Regions from separate parts of the Zea mays genome. Here region 1 is linked to region 2. The links are chromatin contacts, called in public Hi-C maps. All regions are on one chromosome and are shown on one strand. Each heading gives the region's core, a stretch centred on a gene start, on an enhancer-like site or on the middle of the called end of the contact. The rest is flanking DNA. Distances are from core to core; before and after follow the strand shown. Region 1 holds the start of LOC103650550 (serine/threonine-protein kinase EDR1). Region 2 overlaps LOC103650547 (protein MODIFIER OF SNC1 1).

The links. Hi-C and Micro-C count contacts between places; a contact is called where the count stands out from the background.
Region 1: a contact with region 2 is called in a Hi-C map of endosperm, with 4 times the contacts expected there. The contact joins the promoter of LOC103650550 here to the enhancer-like site in region 2. A contact is called at or near these places in 6 of 25 Hi-C or Micro-C datasets (bundle sheath, ear, endosperm and 3 more).

Annotation. Positions count from the first base shown.
Region 1 is chr3:130,303,536-130,308,449 of Zm-B73-REFERENCE-NAM-5.0, reverse strand. LOC103650550 (serine/threonine-protein kinase EDR1) reads left to right here and starts at 1,396. Exons shown (of 13, transcript XM_008676128.2): 1 at 1,396-2,355; 2 at 3,169-3,610; 3 at 4,001-4,619. The coding sequence starts at 1,952.
Region 2 is chr3:129,747,720-129,752,517 of Zm-B73-REFERENCE-NAM-5.0, reverse strand. It overlaps LOC103650547 (protein MODIFIER OF SNC1 1), which reads right to left. Exons shown (of 9, transcript XM_008676125.4): 2 at 730-810; 3 at 596-640; 4 at 117-480; 5 at 1-29. Among protein-coding and RNA genes, the nearest start is that of LOC103650547, 6.5 kb to the right of the region's middle. Within about 2 kb of position 1,722, at least 2 of the 20 cell types and tissues checked have an H3K27ac peak or open chromatin away from gene starts, as enhancers often do. A contact at or near this core is called in endosperm, where this site is marked.

The DNA.
Region 1 (4,914 bases), core at 147-2,646, 560 kb before region 2:
TGCAGTATTGGGAAGCCACATGCCAAACTTGACAGCTGAAAGGGATTGGTCCACGGATTGGCTACTTTGGGAGTTCTTTTCCGTCTAAAAATCGTCAACAGAAAATATCAGTACTAGTCTATCTCTATATATGACTCGTGAGTAAAAACCCGCTCATGATTATCTATGGAATTCCAGGTTATTTCGGTGTGCAAGGCCACAACATTATTTCTCATGCTTAACACCGATAAAAAATAAAGTTGTACAACCAGTTGGTGTTTCTGAGAAAAATCCATCGATTGAAACTATAATCAGGACCTGCAAACTTTGGTCCAATTTAAGGCGTAAACACGAACATGGCAGAAAGCTTTGTTTGGAGAAAGGCACAGGGGTTACTAAGTACTAACTACTGTAGTGTTTTTTTTTTCTATCCTTCTCTTTTCTTTCTTTCTTTCTTTCTTTCTTCGTGTTCTTTTTCTCTCCATACTTTTGTGGTGTACTGCAGTCTAGTATCCGATTAAGCATTAAAATCAAGCCAGGGCGTGAAAAAGAGATTAGTCAGAGCTTTACCACATCTCCTTTGTCTTTTACATCTTGCTTGATTATTGGTAGGTAGAGTTAGATATGGGCATGGCTAGATGTTCTGTTGAGAAGTATATACACCACATGAAAAAGGTCACACTAGCAACAAACACAAGGGAAGAAAAAGTTGACCAAAATTTATGGCATGCAAGCATACACTTCCAGACAGTTGAGTGCTAATCAATTGGCACCCACAAAGGACCTACAACAAGAAAAGCAAACCATATAAATGCCCACCAAAAAGGAACTCCAAACTTGCAACACATAGTCATATAGATCTAGACGGTTAAAAGCCAAGAACTAACCATAAATCCATCCTAAAATTGTAGCAACAGTAGGTGATAATAAGAGCTCCTTTGGAACACATAATTTTCTTCACAGAAATTAGTTTAAAAACATAGAAAAACACACAAAATTCGGGAAATATTCTTTTATTCCAGAGTGGCATAAAACGTCTTTGATGTGTAGTAATACACCAACCAATACCAATTCACTAGTTGCTAATATTTTCCCTCGTTACGATACATAGCAAGGGAGGTGACTAGGAACAGAGATAGCGCCTGTTGGCACTGGCAATAAGGTAGGTAGATAGGAACAGGGACAACGCCTGTGTGGATCAACACAACACCCAAGAAAATATAGAAAAGAAATCGAAAAATGGGTACAAAATATGTTGGCAAGGCTCCAAATATCAAACAAAAACTAAGACTAGATGTAAAATGCCACTATAGCAACCTGGCAAACAGCCTCAGCAATTTTTTTATCACCAAGTTCACCAATCACTAGGGAACATTATAAAGAACACCTCATGCTATTTTCACCGGATCTCATATTTCATCTACTATTTAATTTTTTCGTTTTAAACTTAACTGAACAAACAGTATTACAATACGTGGAGACAGTCTCACTTCCCTCCATATTCTATATGACATAACTTTTTTCTCTCTCTATCATTTATTCTACCAATTATTATTACTTGTGTTTATTTTATTCATTCAATCTCCATCCGGATGCGTCATGCGTGTGTGTGACTTGTGAGAGAGACAGATTCCACAGCAATTTGCTCCCCTTCCACGCACAGGTCAAGAACCGCTCCCCAGAAAAGATCGTATTTTTCATCGATTCAACCGGTTTCTGTACGGGAAATCGCTGCTGGAGATCTCAGAGAACCGGAAGCTCGGAGCTTTTGCTCCGTTTGCGTCGAATCTGCCTTGGGAGCGGATAAAGGAGCGGCCTTTCGAGCTCGTCGGAGCCGCCCCTGAGGAGGCGAAAGGGGACGCGGCGGCGGCGCCATCAGCTGTAGGGCGCTCGTGGAAGTCGGTGAAGCCGGTGGTTTGAGGACGAGGTGGCCTCGGTGGTTTCGAGGAAGCCACCCACTGCCGCGGCGGGGATGGACTCCAGCGGGGAGGAACTCCTGAAGAAGATCCGGGAGCTGGAGGTTGGGCAGGCGCAGCTCAAGCAGGAGATGTCCAAGCTGATACCCGGCGCCGTGGAGCGGCGGCGCTCGCAATCCGTCTCGCCGCGGCGCGGCGCGCCGGTGCCACCGCCGACCAAGGCGAAGGCGGGGCCACCAGGTAGGCTGCTGTCCGGGGGATTTGAGGGCGGGCAGCGTGCGTGGGCCCGTGGGTCGGCGTCTTTCCCGCACTCATCGCCGCTGCATCGGGAGGGCCGGGCCACGGGCGCTGGAAATGGTAGCACCAGCGCTAGGCTGCCTGAGAGGCAGTACTCCAGGGTGCTGCAGTCACTGGGGCATTCCGTCCACATTCTTGACCTCGATGGGAGGATCATATACTGGTTAGATTTCTGGCGCTTCACCTTTTTTTACTTGCTTGACTGCAACTTGGGAGATTGACAAACATTCGAGGAAATGCAGTAGTCATGCTGGTTAGATATGTTGATTGTAGTGCCTGAAATGGAGTAAGTGGCCACATATACGAGTTGTGACCAAAATGAAATTTATTTGAACCTCTTGCGATAGCAATCCTAGAATCTTAAGCAATTCTTGTGTGCCATTTTTATCTATCAGTAAACATGCGATAGAGGTTGCAGTGGGATAGTGCAAATGACAATCGGTTACATTGTTGGCACTCTATATAACCCTAGCTCTGTAAGGATGTGCTGTTACATATTATCTTATCGATGCGAAGTAAAAGTAAGGAAATGCTAGATGGGATGCCTAGACTTTAGCTGGTTCTGGTGACGAGCTTGTACCCTAAAGTTCTACTTCTACATTATTGCACATATTGATATAACTAAAATAACATGATAAGGCACTTCCTCTGTAGTTGTTGGTTGCTTGGGGGCCAACATTGAGTCACAAAATGCATCAGGAGCTCCATGCAAGATCAAAATTCGTTTTGAGTTGCATTTCTTATGTAAGTATTGACATAATATGCACTTCACTCATAACAGTCTATTTGTCATTTTTAAATCTTGAATGCTACTTATTTGCCCTTTAATCGGATAAACATTTTGGTTTGAGAAGTTTGTATGCTTTTTAATTTTGCTACATTAGCACAATAGGTACTTCACAAATGCTCTTGGTTCTATTCTGTTCTTGTTTGTGCTTCCCTTTTCACCATATTTTGTCATTTACTTACTACGTAGGAATCAGTCTGCGGAGAATCTGTTTGGCTATCCTGCATCAGAAGCCCTTGGTCAGGACGCCCTCATGCTTCTGGTTGATTCTGGTGATCACAATGTGGTGAATGACATTTTCCGACGTATTTCTATGGGTGAAAGTTGGACTGGGAAGTTTCCAGTTAAGAGCAAACAAGGAGATAGATTTTCAGCTGTTGCCACCAACACACCTTTCTATGATGAAGATGGAAGTTTGGTGGGTATCATTTGTGTTTCAAGTGATTCCCGCCACTTGGAGCAGATATTTTGTAAGCCTCCAACCTCTGCAAGGCCTCAATCAGAATCATCTAGGACATCTTGTGATGGGAGTTGCAGCAACACTAGTCGCAGAATCAATTTGTTGAACAGAAGTCCTTTTGATCCTCAGATACCCCTGCAAAGCACTTTTGCATCCAGGATAACGAATTTGGTAAGATGGTTTTTCATTATATGAAGCAAAAGTTGTAGATGTACCGCTACTTCATTTCCTGAATACATAGCATCTAGCTTAGACAGATATTGTTCTTATATCATGCTGTCCTGCGAATTGATGTGACTTTTATTTCAATGGTCCATTTGTAGTTCAAATATCGTTTTACCAGGCGTGCTAGAATTGAACACCATCTCAAGCAACAACTATAACTTATTATGGACTTTAAATGTGTGTGCATGGTCACTTCTAGATGCACCTTGATTGTTCTTCTAAATTCTAGAATATCTTTGGCATGACTTGTGTAGTAATCAAATATGGACTCTTTTTAGTCTATATTCTTAATTGTTGCTAGCATATTCCTTTTTGATTTTTAGAATAATAACACAGGCTACCAAGGTCACAAATAAAGTTCGTTCTCGGGTCAGCACAGACGATTATGGCATAGAACGGGAAGGTGGCAGTGGTGAGAGTCATTGTTCGGATCGTGGTGCAAAGGAAGAACCAACATCTAGCGGAACAAATACACCTAGAGGGAATGCACCACATGGTCCCTTTTCTACAGATGAGAACTCCCCTGGGAAATCAACGAACCCAAGCAGTGATGAATTAGAAGGAAAAGTAGGTCTGCACAAGTTTTTGAGTTCAAAGGCAGAGGCACTACTGAACAAGAAAGGGATATCATGGCCTTGGAAAGTGCGCGAGAATGACGGACCTGATGAAAGAAATCATGTGATATTGTTGCATGGAGACCAAGAGAATGTTATGAATCATCAGAAGGTTTCAGATTCTAGCATAGCTCCAGATTCCCAAGGCGCTGAACACAACCTACCTAGCAAAAATGAGGCATCAGGTTCCTGGTCCTCTTACAACAATAACAGCACAAGCAGTGCAAGCAGCACAGGAAGCACTAATAGCAGTGCTCTCTACAAAGTAGATCATGAAGCGGATTGTCTGGATTATGAGATCTTATGGGAAGACCTTGTCATTGGAGAACAAATAGGGCAAGGTAATTGCTTCTCCTTTTGCGAATGGTTGCTTGATCATATGGAATTTTTTATTCATGGTTTCTTATTTGATTTGCCTGAAATAAAAGCAGCTTCGTTTTTCTTTTGTGTCATTTATTAATTGTTCTTTGGTAGCATTTGGCTTGTTCTCGTCTGCATCCTGCATTTCGGAGTGCCTACTTTATATCTAAATTTGTTTGCATATTCTCTATTTCCAAAAAAAAAAGACAGACAGGCACTACAGTTGGAGATGTGAATATACCTACTTTGCGTCTGTTGGGCCTATATTCTTTCTAA
Region 2 (4,798 bases), core at 473-2,972:
GTGAACCCAGGCCCACGTGATGAAGATTCCTACACAGTTAAAATATGTATATGTGAACTGAATAATGTATTGGATTAAACCCTGATCTAGACCCAGTTCTATGTCTGCAGCATTACCGATCTATCAATAGTCCTTATCGATGCTTTCACATTATCTGAAGCATTATCCGCAAATCGAGAAATTTGTGAACTTCCAGGTCTTGTTTCCGCACTTTGGGGACGATTTGTGGCCATTGGTAGATGAGATGATGGAAATGTGCCTGATGCTGAAGATGGGCGAGAATTTGCACCCCAAGCATTGGGTGAACCAAGTGATTCACTTCCAGCTGTTGATGGCCTTGAGCCTCCGCCAGAGGTGGGCCGGACATTGAAGTGACTAGATGAAGTGGAACTTCCATCGTTCTTGGAAGACAGAATTGATGAGGAACTCCATGCGTTTGGTGTTGTAGATGGTGCTTTGCTGCCCCAGGTGTGGGTGCCCCTAACATTGAAACAATAACATCATGACACAGTAATTATGAGAGACCATTAAGACCATCCTAAACCTTAGAATTTTGAATCATATGAGCAGTTAGGAAACAAGGATGCATACTTACTTTGGAACCAGTTCCAGATTGGGATCAAGACCATTGTTTTCCAACCTAAATAAAAAATAACAAAAGCAATCCACATATAGGAGAAGTATATAGAATTAACGATTTGCTACCAATAGCAATAGGAAAACTGTTACCTCTGACTTGGTAAATTAATCGGTTTTGGGACTTTTCCCAGAACAGTCATACTAGATTTCCTTGCAGGAGTAGCACCCCATCTGAAGGAAACCATAAAGAACAATTGATTATGCAAGTACAAAGACAACCTTTTGCAATCGGTACAACCAAAAAAAATGTACCAATACAAATTACAAATACGAAATATCCCACTAAATGACATCACAAAATAAGGCCGTTCATAATAAGGAAACGAATTAATCAGCAGGTGCAACAGAAGAATTGTTATAGGTGGGACAAAATCCAGGAAACTAAGTTATGTTCAGAAGCTTTTGAGATAACTAGCACATGGCTAGTTCTGGATGGGTCAAGATACTTTGCCTTATCGCTTCAATTGTTATGTGTACATGCAATTGTTAGAATAGGATGCGTTTGTATATCAGGCTACAGCAATATCAGATCAGGGGTACACACGGTTGTTCTATAATAGAGGAAGGCTGGCAATCGGGCTCTGGTCTGATCTGTAAAAAAACTACTTCTACCGCTTATTCCTCTGCACTCTTGCCGTCAATTGTTGCTGCGGATCGCCTAATTGGTACTGGCCCTCGCCGTTGTCACTCTCAACGCCTTTGGTAGCTTGACTGGCTTCATCTTGCTTCTGTTGCACCTGCCAGTTCTGTCGGCTCTGTGTTAGCTGATTCGCCCATGTCTTTTGCTGAGTGGCATCATCGTCTGGGTCATCTTTGTGGCTCTCGTTTGTCTACCTTGATTCGTTATGGTCTCCTAAATTCAGTTTTAGGTAATGAGTTCTGGGTCATCTTTGTTAGCTCAGTGTCAGGTTTGTCGATTGGGCAAAAAGATTCAGCTTACTTATCATTCTAGTGAATCTGTGTCTGAGCGTCCTTTTGATCTTGTTCACTCAAATGTATGGGGCCTGGCTCCCTTTGCTTCAAAAGGGGTCATCAATCTCTTTGTACTCACTGTAGGCGTCCACAGCCCATGGTTCTGCCAACCGCTGACGCCTCCCTCTCCTCTCCGCGACTGACGCCTTCCTCTCCGCGACTGATGCCATTGCCTCTGTCTCCTCCGCCCCATCCGCGCCCCTTCCATCCTCTCCGCGACGGGCACGGACGCGCTCCCTCTCCTCTGCCCCACCTCGCGACTCCATCCGCGCCGCCATCAACGGACGCCTCCGCCCCATGCCCCCATCCGAGCCCCTTCCAATCCGAGCATCTTCGGCGGCCGCAGTTCTGTTATATTCTGGGATCTCGCTAAACCCCCAAATTACACAGCCCGTACGAATCTCCGCTCGCCATGGACGTTGTGGCATCATCCCAGAACTCCGAAAAACCCTAGCATTGCCATCGCTAACCCGCCATCGCCGGAGATGGAGGCTACAACGGAGGCGCTCACGCAGGAGGTCCTTCGCCGGTGTCGGCGCCGCGCGGCCCGACTAGCTGGTAGGTGTGTACCGCCGGCTCTACTGGGCCATGGCCGAGGAGGTGCGCGCGCGGCACAAGCAGTACGTCTGGGATCTCGCCCGGAGCCCATTGGAGGCAGAGCAGCCGTCGGCGCCTCCTGGAGGTCCCGTCCCGGCGGCGGACGGGGAGCCGCCGAAGCCGGCACCGGTGCTGAGGAGGTGCGCGCGCGACACCGGCAGTACGTCCGGGATCTCGCCCGGAGCCCACTGGAGGCAGAGCAGCCGCCAGCGCCTCCTGGAGGTCCCGTCCCGGCGGCGGTCGGGGAGCCACCGAAGCCGGTACCGGTGCCGAGGAGGAAGAAATGCGGGTTCACAGGGTGCAAGGTGCGGCACCCGTGTGGCTGGTTGGCCCTTCGGCATCGCCGTCCGCGCGCCGGTCAACCGCTCCACGCTCGTGCTCCCCTTCCCTCCCCACCAATACCAGCACCTGTAGATCCAGCTCAGCACGACAGCTTAAGACCAGTCTCCTTCTGCTTCCTCCCTCCCTTGTCCCTTCCTTCTTCGTCTGGCGTTCCCGTTCCCTGCCACCTCGCCCGCTCTCCTCCCCAGGAGTAGAGGGACTGCTGCTTTGGGCGTGGTGCGGCCCCCAGATCTGGGCGTGCGGGCGGAGGGCGGGATGAAGTCGTCGCTGAGGAGTCGGCAGGAGCCGCGGCGGGTCAGCAACGGCGTCATCATCAGCGCCATGCTGCTGTCCCTCTGCGTCCTCAGTTTTGTCAAGGCCAGATACTGCGCCACCCCCCTCGGTGTGTTGTGTGCGTCATCTTTCCTCCGCCTGTCAGTAGAAGTGGAGATGGTGGGGACTGCTTGCGGAGCTTCCTTCGCTGACGCTGCTGTGGTTCGTGCAGGCAAGGCCGAGGACCAGCTCGAGGAGCAGATGAACGCCAGCATCCGGATGCAGCCGGAGGAGTCGTCGCCGGCCAGGACGCTCGGAGGACTGTCTTCTGCTATGCTCTGCTCTTATATGACTGCTTCCCGCAGACCGCCTGTGAGTTCGCCAATCCCATTCCTTGCCATACGCATACGAGCTACCCGCGTGAGTTCTTTTTTTCTTATTTAGTTTTCAATGATTTTCATTGTTGGAATGGGATTGGAGATGCCAAATGTTTCGTCTAGATATAGTGTATTGTACTAGGATAGATATCTGTGTAGGAGCACTAGATGCATGCTGCATGATTCTTGCGTTTTCTGTAATTTCTAAATTTCCCTCACTAGATCTAGCTAAGTACGTGCTTTTGTTTTGCTTCTGTAGACAGTGTTAGTGAGGTTGAGGCTCTATTCGAGCTGTTCAAGAGCATAAGTGGTTTGGTGATTGATGATGGCCTGATCAGGTATATTCTATTGGTCGCCTCTGTATTCCTTATCATATTGCCAGTTTTGGGTATGAACATCAAATATGCTCAGTAGCCATGTCATCGTTTAGCTCTCCTTGCTGATTGTAAGACTGGAAACTGAAACTGGTTCCTACAAGTTGTATTTCACAGGCATACCAGATTTTTAGTCTATATACCATACATGTCGCACTCTCTAACATGGACCGGGGCTATGTTTTATTAAATTCTGATTTGTAAGTTTGTGTATTGAATGGTTGTTAATCAATTGAAGTGTCATCATGTTTCCAATCCAACAAAATGTTTATTATATTTATATGACCAGCTATGTTCTGGCTGTTAATCAATTGAACTGCTATCATGTTTTCAATCCTAAACAAACGGACGAGATATATATGTTTCTTTTTTTGCACTGCTAAAGAAAAGTAGATATAAATAAACATGCTCAACATCTGGCTCCAGGTGTAGCAATCCGCTTTGGCAAGCATGGTATCATTGCATCCGTGCAGGCCAAATATTTCATTCCATTGCTACTGTGTATTCGTCTTTATGCTTTACAAAGTAGATTGTGAATTGAGAATCCTTTTCTGAATTCCTTTTAAAAATCTCCAAGTTCAAGTATCTCCTTTACTGTTGACAACCAGATCATCTATTAGATGATGCCAACCGTGCTGGAAGCAAGATTAGGGTGAAAAGGGTTGAGCCAAGCTTCTACACATTTCAATCACTGTTTCCATGTAATCGTTGTGCACTAACGTTTTGCTGAATATTTTGTTGTACCGTTGCAAGGCACGGGCACATACCTAGTATTATATTATTCTTATAGATGATTTTTCTCTCCACACATGGATTTGTTTTATGAAAAACCGTAGTGTGGCTTTATCCATCTATAATCATTTCTCTGCTTTGGTTTGCACTCAATTCGACACATTTATTCGTGTATTTCGTGCTGACTCTGCAAGAGAAAACCTTTCTGGGGCTCTTCGCAAGGTTCTTGCTGCGCAAGGTACGCTTGCTCAGCTTTCTTGTCCTGGTACTCATGCTCAGAACAGTGTTGCTAAGTGCAAGCATCATCATCTTCTTGAGACTGCTTGCGCTCTCATGCTTCTTCTGTTCGCCCTCACTCTGGGCTGAAGTTGTCTCTAGGCTGTCTCTACTGCCACTTATTTGACTAACATTCAGCCTTCGCTCTTTAGGGTGGCATTCCTTTTAAGCGCCTTTAGCAAGATGCTTGATTACTCCAGCCTTTATCTTTTTGGCAATGTGTGTTATGTGCTTCTT